6 separate regions of the Mus musculus genome follow, and all the other regions are linked to region 4. A link is a contact called in public promoter capture Hi-C data. All regions are on one chromosome and are shown on one strand. The core of a region is the stretch at or near the end of the contact, and the rest is flanking DNA. Distances in the headings are between cores, read along the strand shown.

Evidence for each region. Promoter capture Hi-C pulls out the DNA fragments that hold promoters and counts their contacts. Capture Hi-C pulls out chosen DNA fragments and counts their contacts.
Region 1: a promoter capture Hi-C map of liver shows a contact between it and region 4, with 2.9 times the contacts expected there. The contact joins the enhancer-like site here to the promoter of Etaa1 in region 4. A contact is called at or near these places in 3 of 39 promoter capture datasets (frontonasal cranial neural crest, liver and second pharyngeal arch cranial neural crest), 1 of 115 datasets of contacts at active chromatin or transcription factors (cardiomyocytes) and 2 of 9 other capture datasets (adipose tissue and embryonic tail).
Region 2: a promoter capture Hi-C map of adipose tissue shows a contact between it and region 4, with 6 times the contacts expected there. The contact joins the promoter of Ppp3r1 here to the promoter of Etaa1 in region 4. A contact is called at or near these places in 4 of 39 promoter capture datasets (the C10 cell line, the HPC-7 cell line, liver and 1 more), 6 of 484 Hi-C or Micro-C datasets (B cells, CD4 T cells, Sertoli cells and 3 more), 3 of 115 datasets of contacts at active chromatin or transcription factors (astrocytes, cardiomyocytes and large pre-B cells) and 3 of 9 other capture datasets (adipose tissue, liver and macrophages).
Region 3: a promoter capture Hi-C map of pre-B cells shows a contact between it and region 4. The contact joins the promoter of C1d here to the promoter of Etaa1 in region 4. A contact is called at or near these places in 13 of 39 promoter capture datasets (the 3T3-L1 cell line, 3T3-L1-derived adipocytes, the C10 cell line and 7 more), 9 of 484 Hi-C or Micro-C datasets (CD4 T cells, CD8 T cells, the HPC-7 cell line and 6 more), 7 of 115 datasets of contacts at active chromatin or transcription factors (astrocytes, bone marrow-derived macrophages, cardiomyocytes and 4 more) and 2 of 9 other capture datasets (adipose tissue and macrophages).
Region 5: a promoter capture Hi-C map of pre-B cells shows a contact between it and region 4. The contact joins the promoter of Wdr92 here to the promoter of Etaa1 in region 4. A contact is called at or near these places in 9 of 39 promoter capture datasets (the C10 cell line, embryonic stem cells, frontonasal cranial neural crest and 6 more), 5 of 484 Hi-C or Micro-C datasets (CD4 T cells, embryonic stem cells, nephron progenitors and 2 more), 6 of 115 datasets of contacts at active chromatin or transcription factors (astrocytes, bone marrow-derived macrophages, effector CD8 T cells and 3 more) and 2 of 9 other capture datasets (adipose tissue and liver).
Region 6: a contact with region 4 is called in a promoter capture Hi-C map of 3T3-L1-derived adipocytes, with 2.3 times the contacts expected there. The contact joins the enhancer-like site here to the promoter of Etaa1 in region 4. A contact is called at or near these places in 3 of 39 promoter capture datasets (3T3-L1-derived adipocytes, hippocampal neurons and trophoblast stem cells), 1 of 484 Hi-C or Micro-C datasets (cerebellar granule neurons) and 1 of 115 datasets of contacts at active chromatin or transcription factors (astrocytes).

What each region holds. Positions count from the first base shown.
Region 1 is chr11:18,899,243-18,902,279 of GRCm38.p6, reverse strand. All of the region lies in intron 9 of Meis1 (Meis homeobox 1), which reads left to right. Among named protein-coding and RNA genes, the nearest start is that of 8430419K02Rik, 23 kb to the right of the region's middle. Within about 2 kb of position 1,614, at least 19 of the 459 cell types and tissues checked have an H3K27ac peak or open chromatin away from gene starts, as enhancers often do. A contact at or near this core is called in liver, where this site is marked.
Region 2 is chr11:17,157,930-17,160,905 of GRCm38.p6, reverse strand. Ppp3r1 (protein phosphatase 3, regulatory subunit B, alpha isoform (calcineurin B, type I)) reads right to left here and starts at 1,608. Exons shown (of 6, transcript NM_024459.2): 1 at 1,364-1,608. The coding sequence starts at 1,366.
Region 3 is chr11:17,256,237-17,259,300 of GRCm38.p6, reverse strand. C1d (C1D nuclear receptor co-repressor) reads right to left here and starts at 1,754. Exons shown (of 5, transcript NM_020558.4): 1 at 1,643-1,754.
Region 4 is chr11:17,952,299-17,955,310 of GRCm38.p6, reverse strand. Etaa1 (Ewing tumor-associated antigen 1) reads left to right here and starts at 1,436. Exons shown (of 6, transcript NM_026576.4): 1 at 1,436-1,748; 2 at 2,608-2,733; 3 at 2,983-3,012. The coding sequence starts at 1,517. Etaa1os (Ewing tumor-associated antigen 1, opposite strand) reads right to left here and starts at 1,341. Exons shown (of 3, transcript NR_131915.1): 1 at 1,226-1,341.
Region 5 is chr11:17,210,367-17,213,249 of GRCm38.p6, reverse strand. It overlaps Wdr92 (WD repeat domain 92), which reads right to left and starts at 1,357. Exons shown (of 8, transcript NM_178909.4): 1 at 1,104-1,357. The coding sequence starts at 1,286. Pno1 (partner of NOB1 homolog) reads left to right here and starts at 1,661. Exons shown (of 7, transcript NM_025443.2): 1 at 1,661-1,937; 2 at 2,113-2,262. The coding sequence starts at 1,743.
Region 6 is chr11:18,579,510-18,582,599 of GRCm38.p6, reverse strand. No RefSeq gene overlaps it. Among named protein-coding and RNA genes, the nearest start is that of Gm12022, 88 kb to the right of the region's middle. Within about 2 kb of position 1,354, at least 25 of the 459 cell types and tissues checked have an H3K27ac peak or open chromatin away from gene starts, as enhancers often do. A contact at or near this core is called in 3T3-L1-derived adipocytes and cerebellar granule neurons, where this site is marked.

The DNA of each region.
Region 1 (3,037 bases), core at 365-2,864, 950 kb before region 4:
TTGAGAGAGGTTTAAACTGAAGTGTGGTCAGTTGTGAGGTAGAACCTGCACTACACACTTTCATCTCCCTTCTCTCTGCTCATTCAGTCTCAAGTATAATCTCACTGAGAAATGGTAAAAATAACACTTTGGGACTTTCTAACTTTGGGTTTTTTTTTTTCTTTTCATTGTTGTGAGAAATACTTCTGAGAACAATATCCCTATGTTGAGCAGTTTTTCATTTGAAGTAGAAATATTGTAAGTTTTGGCAGTAGATTGTTTTTCAGGTCTTTAAATATTTAAGTATGTAAGCAAAGCTTTAAAAAACTCATTTCAGTATTCAACTTTTTATTGGATGTCTTTTTATTTATTGTTTGAGAATTTCATAAGTGTGCACAGCATGTTTTTAATCTATCCTCCCACTCCTTCTTCTAGGCAGATATCTAAAGGAAGCATAAACATACATGAACAAGCACATAAATGAACATGTACATGTATGTGCAAACTCAAAACCAATATTTGGCTCTCTTTTCTTTTTAGTATACCAACTTTTGTATGTTCAAAGTGTGAGTGTAGAACGCTTAAATAAAGACTCACAGTTTTAGGCCAGTGTTGCAGACCAGGGGCTTCCCTGTAATGAAAACTGATGTCTTATGCTGTATAGTATTAGCTGGGAATCTCAGACACACCCTGTCTCTGCAGAGTACTACCCCACAGTGCATGGAGTCAACTTCTAGCTTCTTGGCTGGTTGCTTTTCATTCTCATACTTTCATAAAAAGTCCTGATTTTAAACACTTACCCCTTTGTGCTCTGAGAAGGTGACACTGTTTTGACATGTAAACTATACATTAAATATGAAATATTATATATACATATTATATATATATATATATATAGAGAGAGAGAGAGAGAGAGAAATGTATATAGGAAGAAAACCCTTTTTGTCAATGGGTAGTATAAAGTTCTAGGCAGCACTCTAACATTTGATAAGCCATCAGAACTACTGTCCTTGATAGATTTTAGGTTGAGAATCCATGCTGGACTTCCCAAGTCTTTAACTATTGCCCTTAAAACTGTCAAGCATTCAAGCATCACTTCCTGTTTCTTACCCATGGGGGGAAGGTAGATTCTTACGCTACAGGCAGGTAAAATTGGAAGCTTATTTTTAGAAAATCTGATCTTTACTATAATAGCTGCAACAGTTAAAGGTCAAGTTTATTTCTGAATTGTTGGAGTAATGCAGCAAATACTTTTAGAAGTAATCAAAGATTCTATAAATATAGGGACCTGTTTAGATGTAAATGCTAAAACATTCACAAATTATCCTTTCAGCTTCTGTGATCTAAAAATCAATAGAGGTCAGCGGGTTCCATAGAACTATTCTGCTTTTCTTCTGATGTAATTTAATAACACATTTTACAGATGTTGTTTAAACATTAGGCGCAGATTGTTTTGTCAATAAAGCTAAACAGAGGCATGACACAAAGACAAGGGAAAAACAGATGTTTAAAAAAAAGGAGAGAGAGAGAGAGAGAGAGAAAACAAAACCAAAAAGCCACAGCAGCGTTCAGTGCAGGAGTCCCTGGGTCATTTGTTTGCTACTCAAGTGCAAAATGAAAGTGCAACTGTGCAGTGATTTCTCCTGGCTGGAAGTTACCTAGGGATGAAGCAACTCTCTCCCTCTCTCTCTCTCTCTCTCTCTCTCTCTCTCTCTCTCTCTCTCTCTCTCTCTCTCTCTCTCTCTCACACAGAGTCATTTTATTATGCAGCTGCTTCTGCTTTCCCCTTGGAGAATTGCAGAGTAACCTACATTTAAAGTGGACTTCCTAGCTGATCAGTGAAGTAACAGGTGCAGTGGGGGGTGCTGAGGGGGAGAGAGAGAGAGAGAGGGAGGGAGAGGGAGAGGGGGAGAGGGGGAGAGGAGGAGAGAGAGAGAGAAAGAGAGAGAGAGAGAGAGAGAGAGAGAGCCAGGAACATCTCAGAATGTGTTGTTCTTTAAGCTTCAGTTAATTGTGAGCCTTTTGCCCTGAGTATCAAATCTCATAACTTTACAGACACTGTGAATTTAGATTATAGCAATCAGTAATACTCGCTACATAAAATATTGTCGTTTGCTCATAAGAAAATATGAAAGTCAGTCAAAAAATGTTTACCTTGCACATTGCCGGAGACATAGCTGATGAGATGCCAGACAGTCCGGGTATTGTTTGGAAGGGAAGCTTAGCAAATAGGTTTGAGGGTGAAGATCTGTGAATTTAGAAACTTCCAGGTACTGCCATGTTGGAGAGTTTTAGGAGTTCAACGGAGAGGAGACACTACTTTTCTCTGCAGATTTGAGAAACTAACAAAGCAAATAAACATAAAACCAAAACACCACAAAACTCTCTGTAAACAATTCTCTTAGAGAAGACTTTTGCTCTGACAATATGGTAGAGTTTGCTGAAGTTTTGAATCATTGGCTTTGTCAGAATTCCTCCCATAAAATTATATCCTTAATACTGTTGAGCATGGGCACTTTAAAAAGGGCTAGCTAGGCATTGTTTCCCTGTGGTAGATGAAAGCTTAGACTCCTCCCATCAGGGAAGTCCAAACACCACTTCTTGAAACTGCTGCTTCTCTTCCTAGGCAGCATCAGAATTTTTAGGCTAAGACTATGTAACCCTACCTGAAGCTCAGACTTCCAGCTGAGGTAGCATTTTGACACCTATAGGGTGATCAAGTTAGACTCGGAGTTGGGGGACCCATTCTCTGCGAAGCTGGTATATCTGGATGTGTACAGTTGCTTTAACCTAGGGAAGGTATGGCTTGGGGTCGACTTTGAACACCATGCACAGGCTGTACTTGTGGCCAGACCTCATTACGGCAGGTTTGCCATTTTTTGTTCTGTGTCAACATGAGCCTCTAGCAAGAGAAATAGGTGCCCAGAGCAAGGGCCACACTGACTTCAGTGTATCTGAGTAGAGCATCAAAAACTCGTCATGGAGGATGGCTAAGGTAGAAGAGCTTGTCTCTGGAAACAGTGAAAGAGCCGTGTGAGAATATAACAGATAGTGCAAG
Region 2 (2,976 bases), core at 359-2,858, 790 kb after region 4:
CATGAACCACTTTAATAAAGCTGCCCCTCTAGTGGGTCTTAACGATGCCAGTAAACCCGATATTTCAAATAAAAGCTGACTTACTCGAATATTTAACCTCAGTTTCTCTGACCACCACCACCTAATCGGTTTTCAACTGCAGTAAACAATGCACATTTGAAGCACTTAAATCTTACATGCGAGGGGGTATTGTACAATTAAAGAGTCTAAGTATCACAAATCCGCCTGAAATTCTTTGATATGTACTGAAAAGATGTTTACAGTAAGTGTCACAATCCCGTATCCTGTTTAACTAAATGACATATAACTCGCAGTGCAGCTATGTTTGTCTGTGAACACAATTCTTGATTGCAAAGACGAAACGGAGGCCCAGTGAAGCTACAGAACCAGTAAGGTAACAAGCTAAAGGCGTCATAGATTTCTTGGCTATGGTGACAGGCAGGAGGCACACCCCTAGCGTCAGCCAGAAATACTACATGGTGAATTCCACCTACGGATTAATAGGAAAGTAAGGAAGGGAAAATTTAAATCGCCATCGTTCAAAAACAACTACCACAAGCACCGGAAAAACAGAAATAAAAATACTAAGAAAATATTAACAAACCAATATGAGCATTTCTCTAGGCCCGGTGTCTTAGCTAATATACACGCTGGCCCTTTCATGTTCACCAACGCAGAGAAAAGCGGCCTCGGGAAAAAAAAAAATCCCCTACGGTTGCAAACAGCAGAGAGATAAATGCGAAAACGAGCGAAGAAGGCAAGAAAGTGGAAGGATCCCTGCCAAGGCTCGCTGCTGGAAAATGCGGAGTGAGTGGGAGGAAGCACAACTCTGGAGAAGTGGGTCTTACATAAAGCGCCATTTGCCGCACACTATCATTTCCACCGGATTTCAGAAAACCCAACCTGGAAACCCATCTGGGGGCGGAAAGTGGGTTTCACGTGGAGGAGGGTAGCGAGGGCGCAGCCCCCCGGGACCGGGGTTCAGAAAAGGCCGAACGAGCCAGACAGGCGACGGGGCCGGGGTTGCGCGGAGGCCCACGGGCTTAGGAGCCCGGGGGCGGCGGCTCTGTGGGCGCCCGGAGGCCCAGGGTCGTGCGGAGGGCGGGGGCGGCGAATCTCGGGGAGCGCGGAGACGTCCGGCGTTTGCAGGGGGCCGGGGGGCGCGCGGAGGCCCGGAGGAGGCGCGCAGGGGCTGGGGGGCTTGCAAGGGCCTTGCAGCGGCCCGGGAGCGCGCAGAGCCGGGGGCCGCGCAAGTAGCCGAGGACTTGAAACCCAGCACCTGCACCCTCCAGGCCTCTGGAATTTTCTATCCGAGAGGACGCCCCGGGCCCTCCCTCGCGCGACCGGGGAACCGAGGTCTCACCATCTTGCTCGGCGGGCGGCGCTGGCGGCGGCTGTAGGATCCTCGGGACGCGGCGACGGCGGCTTTGCTGTCCGGCGCCGGGCGGGGTGCAACGGGGCCTGGGCCCGGAGCGAGGCGGGCGGAGTCCCGGTTGGAGATGCGTCGGCGGGAGGAGAGGGTTGCAGCCTCACGCTCACAGGCGGCCCCGACTCGTTGCAGCGGCTCGCGCTGACCGCAACCTCAAGGCACGGAACAGGGCGCGCAGAGGGCGGAGCGAGCGCGGGGCGGGGCGGGGCGGAGCCTGCGGGAGGCTGACATCCGGGAACCCGCGCCCTGCCGTGCACACGCTCTCCAACCGGATTGCTCGCAGAGCCCCGCTAGCGCTCCGCCAGCGCTTTTTGCGTACCGTGCGCCGGGGGACATGGAGATGGGGGGGCAGACGTCTTGACGTTGGGAGAGCCGCGCTTCCTGTCATGTGACCGAAGGAAGGCCGGCAGGAGGAAGACTCCTGGGAGGAGAAAATGGGGAGAATGACAGGACCTGCCACAGGGCTGTGTCGCTCTTGGGGGGTGACACCATGTCACTATGGCGAGGCACGGGCAAGTCTACACTGTGGAGTCAAGCGCGCAGTTGGAAAAATAGGAGAAGCAAAGCTAGCTGCAGCTTAGGTCCTGGGAGCCACTGACAAGAGTGGGGGATTGCTTCCCACTCCAACAGACACTACCTCTAGGTTGCCCTGCAGCTGGTGCAGAAAGAAGCCTTTAAGAGAAATACTACGAGACAGACTGCCCTGTTGTCCATGTAGTAAGGGTATGTCCGTAATGGTGGCAGTTGCCTTACTATAGAAGTGAAACTACAGTAGGTAATAAAGTCCATGGAAAGAAGTTATATTTAAGAGGAAAAGATAAGTTGGTAGGAGAGATGTGATAAAGATAACGTATTTATGTTATTTATTTTAGTCAGGTTTTGAATAGATAGAAAATAAAGGTCAGGGTATGTCCTGCTCTACCTGTTTCATCTTCTGTAAGTGTAGATTATTTTTTAGCTTTTGAGAGACGAGCTTTGACTCCACTTTGAGGATGGGGGATGCCTGCACCGGAGGGGACACGAATGCTACTTACCATGTATCCAGTTCCACTCACAGACTGAAAATGCCTTATAGCTTGGCGTTGAAAGGGTGGCACCCTATGAATTTATCAGGGTAAACTGTAACAGCGCATAGGTTTGTTACAATTGTTTGGGAAACCAGGCACAAGAACGTGGTAGGCACATCATACCAAGAAAAGGGTGCAACGTCCTCACCTGGACTCCATAAAGAGATAGACATCTAGCACTGTGATGGCAACAACCCCTACCAATCTATCATCCGACCATCCTGATAGGCAAAGAACACTTGACTGCCCCTGAGGCTTGAACTCAGTTAAGTCCTCACTGTTGACAAGGTTTGGTCAACTGTCCATCTTTCTATTCCTCCAGCTGTACCATCCATCCATCCCTTCATCTGGACCTACATTTGGCTCTTAGGCCTCTACAGCTGAACTCAACTCTATAGCTTCCCATTTAAACCATTGACACTCCCAACAGCCTGCTCCAGCATCTTTCCTAAAGCCAAGGTGTTTATTTAGTATCAAAAC
Region 3 (3,064 bases), core at 505-3,004, 700 kb after region 4:
ATAAACACACAAAAATACATGTGCAAAAGTCTAGCAATAAAAATTATATAAATTACAAGGCTGGAGAGATGGCTCAGCAGTTAAGAGCACTTCTCATCTTCCAGAGAACCCAAGCTTGGTTTCCAGCAGCCAGTTTGGGCAGCTCACAACCATCTGTAAGTCCAGCTCCACTGGGTCCTCTGGCCTCTGCTGACACCCACACACATGTGACAAATACACAGAAAGAGACATGAGCACAAACACATGAATAAATAGAAACATTTTAAAGTACATAAATTACAAGGACCTGTTAAGACTGGAGCCACACCAGAATCAACTTCTAATTTAATGCTTACTTCAACATGTTTTCAAAATGAAAGAAAGAAAGCAGCAAAAACTATCTTCTCAAAAATGTGGGGCTTGTTTTTACAATTACCTCTAAAGTAATAATAATACATAAGGTTGTGATGTAGACAAAATAAATATCAATAAAACTCTTAAAGCTATACTCCATTAGTAGAATGCTCAAAGTACTAGTTCATAATATTAGTTATTATTTAAGAAAGTGGAAATAACAAAGAGGTAATCCACTGTAGACTATTCAGAGCCATACATGAAGAGTCAAATGCTTGCAAACAAGTGCTACTGTTTACCCATAGAACTTTTCAAAGTTAAAAACAAGAGAAAACTGCATCCCTATAGGTACCGGAAAGCATCCACAACATCTCTGATTTGGGAATTTCACTTCTATTACTAGAAAACAACAAAAACTGTTCACACTGTCATCTTATCTTGTAACAAAACAATTCAGTCTATCAATTCCACCATCCAGAAGTAGTTTTCTAAAGTTCAATAAGGATAGCTGTCATTTATAAATAAAAACTAACGTTGATACTTAGTTCTGTCTACTCTTAGTCCAAACAGGTTAATAATTACACCACAGACATCTCACCAGGGCAAATACACCTTTTCCAAGCCAAAACTAAATTGTAGTCAACACATTTTAAGTCATTAACGCTATCTTCCAACAGAAATTTGAGCCACGATGAAATTTTCCCAGATGACACTGAAAAATTCCTCTTAATACAATCCGCTACAGCAGAAAGCTGCCGGCCCGGCCCGGTTTCCCACGCCTTTAATCCTAACACCTAAGAGAGGGAGGCTGATCTCGGAGTTCGAGGCCAGCCTGTTCTACAGATCGAGTTCCAGGACAGCCAGGGCTATACTGAGAAACTGTGTCTCGGAAAAGAAAAAGTAAAATTAAGGAAACCCTTGTTTCAAAAGGGCTAACACTGCCACCGCAAGCATTCCGACCTTGGGCGGAACAGGAAGGGCTGCACGCAAAGTTACTTTTTCCACCTTCCATTTTGTCTCCGTTTAGATTTGGAATCAGCTAGAAGCTGATGGCGTTGGGTGTTTTACTTGTCGCTTTTCAACCTCTGAAAGGCAACGTTAACAGTGGCAGCGAAATGAAGACGGTATTGACAGAGAAACTAAAGGCCAAAGCAAAGCCCGAGAGCCGCCACTGCAGGGACTACGCTAGAAGCGAGCAGTCCCGCTCGGCTCCTCCCAGTCGGCCACAGGACGGACGTGATCCCGGGGTGCGGGAAAAGAGACTGTGACGGGAGCACGACAAGCACCCGAACGCGGTTCTGCACAATACCTCAATACCGTGGACGCCTGTCTCCGGGAAATAGGTCGCACGATGATGACGCCATGACACGGCTTCTGCCTGCCGCCCGTGCGTCTCTCCCGGTCGTGCGCGTGCGCACTTCAGTCCCGAGGCTTGCCCCGCCTCTGTCCATCCAGGAGCTAAGTGCAGTGGTCTGTCTGTCTGTCTGTCTGTCTTTCTTTCTTTCTTCTGTCTGTCTGTCTGTCTTTCTTTCTTTCCTTCTTTCCTTCCTTCCTTCCTTCCTCCCTCCCTCCCTCCCCCCTCTCTCTCTTTCTCTTTTTGACACATTTTTTAATTAACTATTTATTTACATTCCAGGCGTTACCCCCCTCCCGGTCCCCCACCCAGTTCCTCACACCATTCTGCTCCCCATCATCTATCTCCCCATCCCCCATTATTGGGGCCTCAAGACCCTTGGGAATTGGACCCATCTTCTCCAACTGAAGCCAGACTAAGCAGACCTCTGCTACATAGGTCCCAGGAGGCTGGGGAATGGGTGGCACTTGGCTCAGCCCATGTATGCTGCCTGGTTGTTGGCTCAGCCTCTGGGAGCCCCCCGGGGTCCGGGTTGGTTGAGACTGCTGATCTTCCTATGGGGTCACCCTCCCCTTCAGCTCCTTCAACCCTTCCTCTAATCCAACCGTAGGGGTCTCTAACCTCAGTCCGACAATGGTTGGGTGTAAGTATCTGCCTCTTTCTCAATCAGCTGTTGGTAGAGCCTCTCAGAGTGGACAGCCATGCTAGGCAAAGAACTTAAAGGTCTCCCGCCAAGGTGGCAAGATTGGAGTCGAAGGCCCTGGCATTTTGTCTAGATTAGGCTTCTTCAAACTGAATGTTCCTTACACCTTTGTCCATTTCTTTGCTTTGATGGAAGTTGGGTCCCTCCGGACCAAACTGTGCACCTCAGATTAATCTTTGGAGGGGCTTCCCTAATATAGTGCCCGATACCTGGTTAGGTGATAGTTATGAAAAATAGTTTCAAAAATTAAATGAGGGTGTGAAGATATGAAAAGTACAAGTTCATATTTTGTGTTGTTTTTGTTTTTGAATGGGTCTCACTGTGTGATATAGCTGACCTTGAATTCAGGATTATCAGTACTAGGGTTACAGGCCGTGCCATCATTCCTAACTGTGTTCGATAGTTTTATGTCAACTTGGCACAGGTCTCCTGAGTGGAAGGAATCTCAATTAAGAAAATGCCCCATAAGGTCAGGTTGTAGGCAGTCCTGCAAGGCATATCATTAGTGATTGACAGGGGAGGGCCCAGCCAATTATGCATGGTGCCATCCTGGACTGGTGGTCCTAGGCTGTCATAAGAAAGTAGGTTGGGCAAGCCATGAGCTCCTGCCTCCAGGTTCCTGTCCTGTTTGAGTCCCTGCCTTTACTTCCTTAGGCAAGAGCGGTAATATGGAA
Region 4 (3,012 bases), core at 187-2,686:
ATTATGCTTCAAGAGATCAAGAAATTTCTTGTCTCTTTTTCCTTTTTCATTCCATGTCTTAGAGTAAAGGTATCCTCCCTTTGCACAGGCATGTGCCTCCCGCTCTGAGACTAAGGGCATCAGCACTGACTATACACCAGTTTGGGAAGAATTGACTCTTTAACAGTAGTGAGTGACACAGACCACAAACACAGCATAGCCCTTTTTATTTTGGCCTTCAATTTATTTCTAAGGTGTTTTATAGTTCTCTCTGTAGAGTTGGCACTCTTTTGTTTTACTATTTATCGCAAATCATATTCTTTAAAAACTTAGAATTTGGTTTATTACTAATCTATTAAAGCACAATTAACCTCCGAGTTTCACTTTATTTGGGGCATGGAAGAAGGCACAACTACGCTGATGATTCTGTTCAGGACCTAGACCTGTGGTCCTAGCACTGACAAGCTTGAGACAGGAAGACCAGGAGTTCACAGCGAGACTGCATTAAATAAGGAGGCAGGGCACACATAAGACACTGTCTGAAAAACAAAAAGACAGACACACTTCATGATAAGGAAACTGGAGTGTTACAGATATAAAACCAAATAATCTTTATGGCTATCTTTAGTGCCCTAAGTAGCCATTAAGGACCCAGCTGTCAGGATTGGCATCCTGAAGGCTAGCAGGTAAAAACTTTGGAATGCACTGTTACCAGATCACTAACTTCCATCAACGAAAGGATGGGTCTCATAAATTATATCCTTACCTAAAGCCTATGGACGAATCATCTCCTGCTTTGCTGTAACCCACCTACTACCTGTTGTCCCCAACAAAGCGCCTGGCAAATGCTTTGTTTTTTGTTCTGTGACTGTTAAAGTCTGTGCGATTGCTTTTATATTGAAACATGTTTTTAGGCCAACCTGAATCAATGCTCCCTGGCCATGGAAATTATTACTTGATTCAAAATAAACACTATTTTATTCCTACTAAGATGACAGCTCTGTTTTGCATGTACAGTTTCCAGCGACTGTTAGTTTATTAAATTAATACGTTTTCCTACATTTTGGAGCTACGCACATAACAGAACATCTATGAACTATTGCGTTTATTACCTCCTAAACTATAGTCTTTATTTTCTCATATTATCGAATAACACACCATCATTTGAATCTTAGAAATAATCAATTAAATTTTAAATTCAATAAGAATCTGTCATTGTATATGAACTCTTTACTGTCTCACATACCAAGTTCCTGTCACAGATCCAGAAAAGGGTCCTGCAGTTCCTGCTAAGTTGGACGAGTCTGATGGTAGACCTCAGAAAACTCCTGTTTCCTCAGCCCTGGCCGCAGCCTTCTAACCCCGCCCCTCACACTGACGCAGCCAATCCGCACCATGCGTAGTAACCCGCCCCTAGACGGAGGCAGCCAATTAGAAGCAGCGTATTTTGCGCGCCCGACTTGCAAAGATGGCGCTGCACGGTGGCGCGCGGGCTCTCTGTCGAGCAGTTGCCCTGCTCCGCTGTAGCAAAATGTGAATGCAGCTGAAGGACGGTGGCACGGGAATGAGTCGGCGAAGGAAGCATGCGGACAGCCCTGCCCGGAGGAGCACGCCGCACAGGGCGGCTGCTAAGAACTGCCGCCCGGCGGCAGAGCCGTGGCTGCGGGAGTCCAGGGCGGCCTGCAGCTCCCAGCTCCGCCGGGCGGGAACGCGGTCTGCGCGGCGGGCGCAGCGGCAGGCAGCGGCTGACGGCGGGCGCAGTCCCCGGGGTGAGGAGAGGGCGGGGAGCGGAGCCTGGCGGTGCAGACCGGGCGGGAGGCCTGGGGCTGCAGAGCCGAGTCCGGTAAACCGGGCCTTTTCTGAACGTCTGGTTGTGGGCGGGGCCTGTGCCGTGGACTGTGTTCCGGAAACTGGGCACCTACGCTGGTTGTTGTTGTTTTCCTCGCTGTTTTGTTTTGCAAAAAGGGCCACCTCAGAAACCGTAGTGTGCTCCCGGAACTTGCTAGGTGTAACATCCGGTTAGCCCAGCAAACCGATGGCGCGTTCATTTCTGTAAACTTGGAGTTAAGAGATATCTATCCCAATAAGGACCAAACTCATAACCTCTATCCTAGGGTGTGTCCGTAAAATACAATGTCTGTTACCTTGCTTGTTTCTGCTATGAATAAAACGAGGCTGGGAAAGAAAAATAACATTGTAAACCTTCAAGTGATTCTAGACAGAGCTTCCCTAGAAACAAATCACTATTGGTTTTGGGGTGTATGGAGTAAAAAAAAAATTGGGTCGAGTTTACAGGAGGGGCCTTGTGAGAGTTTAGCTTGGCTTTCTGTTTGGATGCATTTCCTGTACATCTGCTGACGTCATGGAGGTACCTAAAGCCTGGTGATAGTAATTCAGTGATCAGATGGTATCATTCCTGGGCCTATGGAATTTTCAAAGAACACTTCCTAACTACAGTGCTAAACTTATGAAGTATTAAGATATTATTTTCATTGAAACATTTCTATTGTGGTTAAAGTAACTGTCTTTAGGAGACAAGCTTTGTATTGGACATGAAAATTAATTGTTTGACTTTAGCTTTTATGAAGTAACGTAACACTTAGAAGCAATGATTGTCATCTTATGCAGGAAAGGAGACGCCAGTACAAATCGTGAAAATGGATTTATTATCCTGTACCTTCAGTTCTCCAAATGATCCAGATGGACAAACTGATATCTTCTGGGATCAAAATTCTCCAATGACAAAGCAGTTAGGTAATCTGTTGTTATTTTTATGTGGGTAGGTGCTTGAAGAATTATTGTCGGTAAAATTTTAGTCTGGTAACATCATAATACAACGGTTTTGGGTTTTTTGTTTTGTTTTTTAGAACCTCATGTGTGATTTTTCTGTCTGATTCTAGGGTGGAGTCATTAAGTTGTACTGATTACAATTGTTTCCTAAAAAGTGACAACTGATTTTAGAATTCTTGGTCTAAAATTCATAGAAATGTCTTGTTTCTTTAGGTAAAGGAAGAAAAAAGCAGATTTCCAGTG
Region 5 (2,883 bases), core at 108-2,607, 740 kb after region 4:
GTGGCAGGAGACCTGAACCCCAGCCCATTGAGAGCCTTGTTTGAGGATTATCAGTTTGAGGCCAGCTGAGTAACATAGAAAACACACACACACACACACACAAAAGGAAGAAAGGAAGGGAGGGAAGGAGGGATAAAGAAAATGTCAATTATTGTCCCCATTCTGTAATTGGCTCACTGGCAGCTGGATACGAAACCTGTAATCTAGTCTTGCATTATCCGCCTAAAAGTCCTTCAGTGGTGTCCTGTTTTCCTTAAAGCAAAATGAAGGACAAATCTGTGGAATGTCTTACATATCTTGCAATGGTCATTACTTATCCCTTATGAATGTGTATTTTATTTTATTTTACGGGGGTTGTGGTTGTTGCAGATAGGGTTTCAAACTGAAATTCTCCTGCTGTTTTCTCTTGATTGCCGTGAGTAAAGGTGTGCAACACCACTTCTAGCTCGTGTTTTTCTTTTTTAAAAAGATAATAAACTACCTTCCACCATTATCACTGAGCTTTCTCACATGCTGTTTTTTGTAAGAAACTTCATACTCTACTCTAAATTTGCTTTAGTTAGTTTCTACTCGTCCTGCATCTGTTTTTACTTTTATAGACCTGCACATTAGAAAACTCATCTTGATGAGTTTACATGTATGTATGCATTCTTGGTCTGGCTGTTGGACTGTCTCCCCCAACAGAAAATAAACTCCATGATATAGCTGGCATTGCAATTCCCATGCCTGGGACTATCAGGCATTGAACTGACACTTCTTGAAAGGATGTGGTATTTACTAGTTCGTCATCAACTTTGTTGTAGGTATCCCGGTGCCTCCTTTGGTTTTGCTTGTATGAAATGTGGGTTTATTGCATATATCTACTAGTAGACTACGACAACTGCTAACAGCCTATAAGGTCCAAGAACGTTGCCACGAAATGTTAACTTCACTTCCCAGAAACCTTGCAACGGACTGCACGGAGGATGGTGGGAGGAAGAGGCTGCAGTGAGAGCCTAGTTTGAAGTATTTCTCAATCTGTCACCTCCTTTCTGTTTCTGCTGGAGCATTGAGGAATCAGACCCTAGATCACGCAAACCCAAACGGTCCAAGCCTGCACCCACCTCCCGCAGCAGCTTGAGGTCCCCGCGCTGGATCTCGTACACCTGGATAACGCCGGTGCCCCGGGCAAAGTTGCCCATCGTCACGAATTTGGCACTGCAGGGCACCCATTTGCTGTCGAACACTGTGTAGTTGAGGCCCTTTTGAATGTGGACAATGATCTGAGGCTTCTCGAAGGTGGACATGGTGTAGATGCAACCAAACGCTAACTTGGTAACCAGACTGCAAACAGATCAGGGGCAGTTTGTCCCTCCCTAGCCGCATTCTACCCGGAAGCCTTAGCAAGTTGGGCTTGGATGCCTCCGAAAATGCCGTGTGAGCTACTGAGACCGCAACAGATGCTTCTCCACACATGGCACAAGCTAATTTACTGCCGTTACCACAACGACTTTACATAGACACAGTAAAGACTGTGAATGCTTCGGCTGCGAGCGTATGAGGGCACGGAGACATTAGCAAACAGGCATATCCCAGGACAGCAATTCCGAAACGCGGACCAATCCAGCCTTAGGCCCCTGGCATGGACCCCGCCTAGGAAAAGGGGTGGTGTCTTCAAATCGATTGGTGGAGGCTGGCGCATGCGCTGTACAACCACGCACGTGTTCCTCTAGTCGTACTTGCCGGGATTGATCTTGGCCGAGATGGAGACGCAAAGCACCGGAACGGAGGACGGCTTTACTCCCGTCACGCACAGAGGGGGCCGCCGGGCGAAGAAACGACAGGCTGAGCAGTCGTCAGCGGCGGGACAGGATGGAGAAGCCGGACGCATGGACACGGAGGAGGCGCGGCCGGCGAAGAGGCCGGTCTTCCCGCCGCTCTCCGGGGATCAGCTCCTGGTGGGGATCAGGACGGGACGGGACGGGGCGGGGCGGGGCCCGGGCGTCCAGGTGAAAGGGTCGGTTCTCGGTTTTGTTTTGTTTTGTTGTTTTGGGGGGTTTGTTTGTTTGTTTGTTTTTTCGCCTAGGCCCGCATCTCTCAGTCGCCTCCTGAGTGTGTATGTTTTTATTGCAGACTGGGAAAGAAGAAACGAGGAAAATTCCCGTCCCAGGTAACAGATACACACCGTTGAAAGAAAACTGGATGAAGATATTTACTCCGATTGTAGAACATTTGGGACTTCAGATACGCTTTAACCTGAAATCAAGGAATGTAGAAATCAGGGTAAGGAAGAGGGTAGCCATTTCGTAGCCTACCATTTCGTAGTTTCAGCCTTAATAAAAGTAGACAATGATACACGGTAGTGCCTAAACAAGTGGTAATTGTAGGTACTTTCTTCAGTGTAAGTGCTCTTTTTGGAGGAAACGTGTGCCACTTAGAAAAAAATGTAAATTAATTCCTTTATTTTTTTTTCAGTAGATCTTCGGTGTCAGTGCCAAATTAATTTTCCCATATCACAATGCTTTTATTATGGTATTCTAGCCTCCTCGGCATTCCTAAGGGATAAAGGCCAGACACTTGACTAAGCCTGCCTTTCAAGTAGGAGACCCAGTTGTGTTTGTTTCCCTTTTTTTTGTTTTTTTTTGTTTTTGGTTTTTTTTTCCCCTGCCAGTATCTTTGGTGGCTCTGGTCTCTGGAGAAGGCCACTTTCTCTGCTGTCTTCTTACTTCAGTTCCAGTCAGCTTTCAAGAGAACTCAAGCTCTCTTCAGAAGTTTATACATTTCTGTTCTACTTTAGCTGCCTTGTTTACTGCAGGGTCATTGGTTTGTGTTCTTAGTATTTGCTGATACCATATATCAGATGCACAGTGATAGCTTAACGTATACCACATCATTTGTTCCTTA
Region 6 (3,090 bases), core at 105-2,604, 630 kb before region 4:
GAGTGAGTGCCATGTGAAATCTGACAGCTGTCTTCCTGTCCCCTCCAGTCTGCTGTGTCACAGGAGCCAGGGAAAGGCAGGGGCACCCACAGCACCAGTTTTGGGGCAGGTGGCCCCATGAGAAGGCCTGTCCCCACTCTTCTCTCCCATTTATAAGTCATGACAGATTTACTCATCTTACTCCAAGCCATTGGAAAGGACTTGAGAGCTGTGTATCCCTTGCTCACCCACCCATTCTGTATATGAATGTGGAGGTCCTGTACTCCTTTATGCTCAGGGGTTCCCCTGAGATTTGTAGACCCTGAGCTGTGAAGAAAATGAACTGGCTTTCTCAAGCTTCTTCTTGCTTGAGAATCCTTGCCAGGGACTTTTTGATGTTAGCTTATTTCTACACTTAAGTATGTTTCCTCTTGCCAGTGTGCTATTTTCTCTTAATGTTTTTCAATTAAGATGTTCTGAGTGTCTCAGACTGGTTTGAGCTCATCTCAGGAATCCCTTAAATAGACAGGTGGTTCCAATCTCCCTTACCCTGATTGCCTTGAAAACTTATTTGTGAATCTTTTTGCTGCTAAAAGATGCTTGTATGCCTTCCAGTGAACATCTGTTTATTTTTGCATTGTGATTTTGTGGCTAGCTGTTGATGCTGCCTGTCATTTCCCAGTGACTACAGAGGATCTCCCTCTTAAAGGTAGATCCATGGCCGTGGAGAAATATAACATGCCGTGGCAACTTTATCTTCTCATGTTCCACCTGGCAGCTGGGCTGATGAAGCAGCAATACCCTGGCTGGAAACTCCAATGGCCTCTGACTCTTGTAACTTAGTTAGCCAACCCCCTTTCCCCAGGCAACAAGGCAGCTCTTGACAAAGCATGGGAGTTGGCGCCACAATGCCCTTGCTGACCTGACCATTAAAATTCAAAGTAGGAAGTCTCCAGTGGAAAAGTTCTGGCTTTAAGATCATGTCTTGTGAACAGATGGATTAAAGCCAAGTGGCTGGCTGCTCCCTCTTGCCAATGCTGGAGAGCTATTCCTATCCCGCATGGCTTCTACTCTCGCTGAATAATCAGGCTCCTTCTGGCCACCTGGAAAATACAGAGTCAAACACCTGTTTAAGTAGAGGTGGTGAGCTCTGGGCCTGCCACCACCAATCCATCTGCAGCCACAGCGCAACATTTACCAGCTGCTTTACTTAGCATGAGGTGGGAGCCTGCTATACTTCGATGAAAGCTTCAACAATACCCTTAAAGCATCGTAACACATGACAATTTCCACATCGGTGGGGACATGCAGGCTCAGAACTGATGCCTGCCAAGGTTTCCAGGGCTGGGGGAAGGCTGCAAGAGCTCAGCCCAGGCCCCACTGAACATGGACTCACTGCTGGTCTCTTAAGAACTGGGCTGAGGCAATCATTCTCTAGGAGCAGAAGGTGGCTGGGCCTAGTTGGCACTCCATTCCAGGAAAATGAATGCATTCTGTCGGAAGCACTGTGGAGACCATCATTTTCCACAGAGCAGTTCTCTCCTTTGTCTGGGGATAGCTCAGCATATAGAGAAAGCCTGAGAGAAAAGAACAGAGTATAAAGTTTGTGCCTTTTATATTGGTTTGTGTACAGCATCTGTGGTGCCCGTTGGGCTAGGAGCTACTAGCTCTTTGCTCCTTTAATTCTTTGATTGTCACCAATGCCAGGCTAATAAAAATAGTCATTAACACAAGCACACTATGGTATAAAGCAACAGCATGCTCCATCCCAATACCCAGGCCTTGTTTCTCAGAAGCAGAATGTGTTTCTGGAGAACCTCGGGTAGTTTGGTAGGAAGACGCTTGAAGAAATTCTAGAGTCTGGTTCTTACAGTTATTTATGAATAATAAAACTTTAAGGAAGAAATTATTGCCATCTTCGGTTTCTGGCCTGGGGATTTTACATCAAGGCAGAATGTTACATTGAATTAAAGTTTTTAATGAGTGTTCAGCATGTGCAATGCTTTCTAATAATTTATATTTCCAAACTTTAACCCTATGAGGAATATATTTTCCTTATAGGTGAAGAACATGATGTGAACAGAGTTGCCTACCCCCAACATCTTTGTAAGTGAGTGCTAGAGGCAGGAGTGAATCCAAGCAGTGGGGGCTTAGAGTCTGCAAACCACTCTGGTTCTATGAATCACTGGGGAACAATTATGTTCATCTACCACCAGACTGTTTAGGAGATAATTCATTTTTAAAGATTGCACAGCATCTTGCTCCTTAAGTATGTTTTTCACACTTGTTTTAGAAACTACTCTTTCAGACAGCTCTTGTCAAATAATTAAAACACTTTCTCCCACAGGTCCTCTGTGGCCTCATAGAGACGAGAGGATTGAGGCCATAACTGGGTTCTTGTCACATCTGGTAATGATCCTACTCCTTAAGAGGCTTTCTGTCCCATTACTTCTCAGACCTTTGTGATCAAAGGTCCTTTGCTGATTTGTGATATGAAGGCAATATAGGCATAGAACGGTATGGAAAGTGTGAGAAGAGGAGAGTGACTTTTCCTGTCTCTTCCTTCCACTCCTTATGAAGTTTCCTATGTTTCTGCTGTGTCACAGTTGTCTGAGCCAACTAAGAAATTGTCCTTATCTTGTTGAATATGACTGGCTCAAGACTCTAGTCAAAACGGTCAAGAAAGGAACTTGTCTATCACCAATGAAAAGCCAAGTCAGTCAGCTCTTAACTTTGTAATTCCCTTGGAAGCCATAACTAGGCTCAGGAGGTCACCGTAACATTCAAGACCCAACCCCTCCAAGGTCAGTGCTTTCTATTATATTTCCGCATAGCCAAGGAATTATGAATATTGACTATGCAGGTTACTTTTAAATGTCAACTTGGCACAACCTCGAATAATCCGGGAAGAGAGTCTTAATGAGAAATTATCTAGACCAAGTTGGTGAGCACATTTGTGGAAGATTGTCCTGTTGTTTTGTTACTGCGTTTTTCAGACTTTAATTTTATAATTTTTCTTGTGTATATGTGTGAGGGGGGGGAGAGAGAGAGAGAGAGAGAGAGAGAGAGAGAGAGAGAGAGAGAGAGAGAGAGATTTTGTGTAGGTAGTCA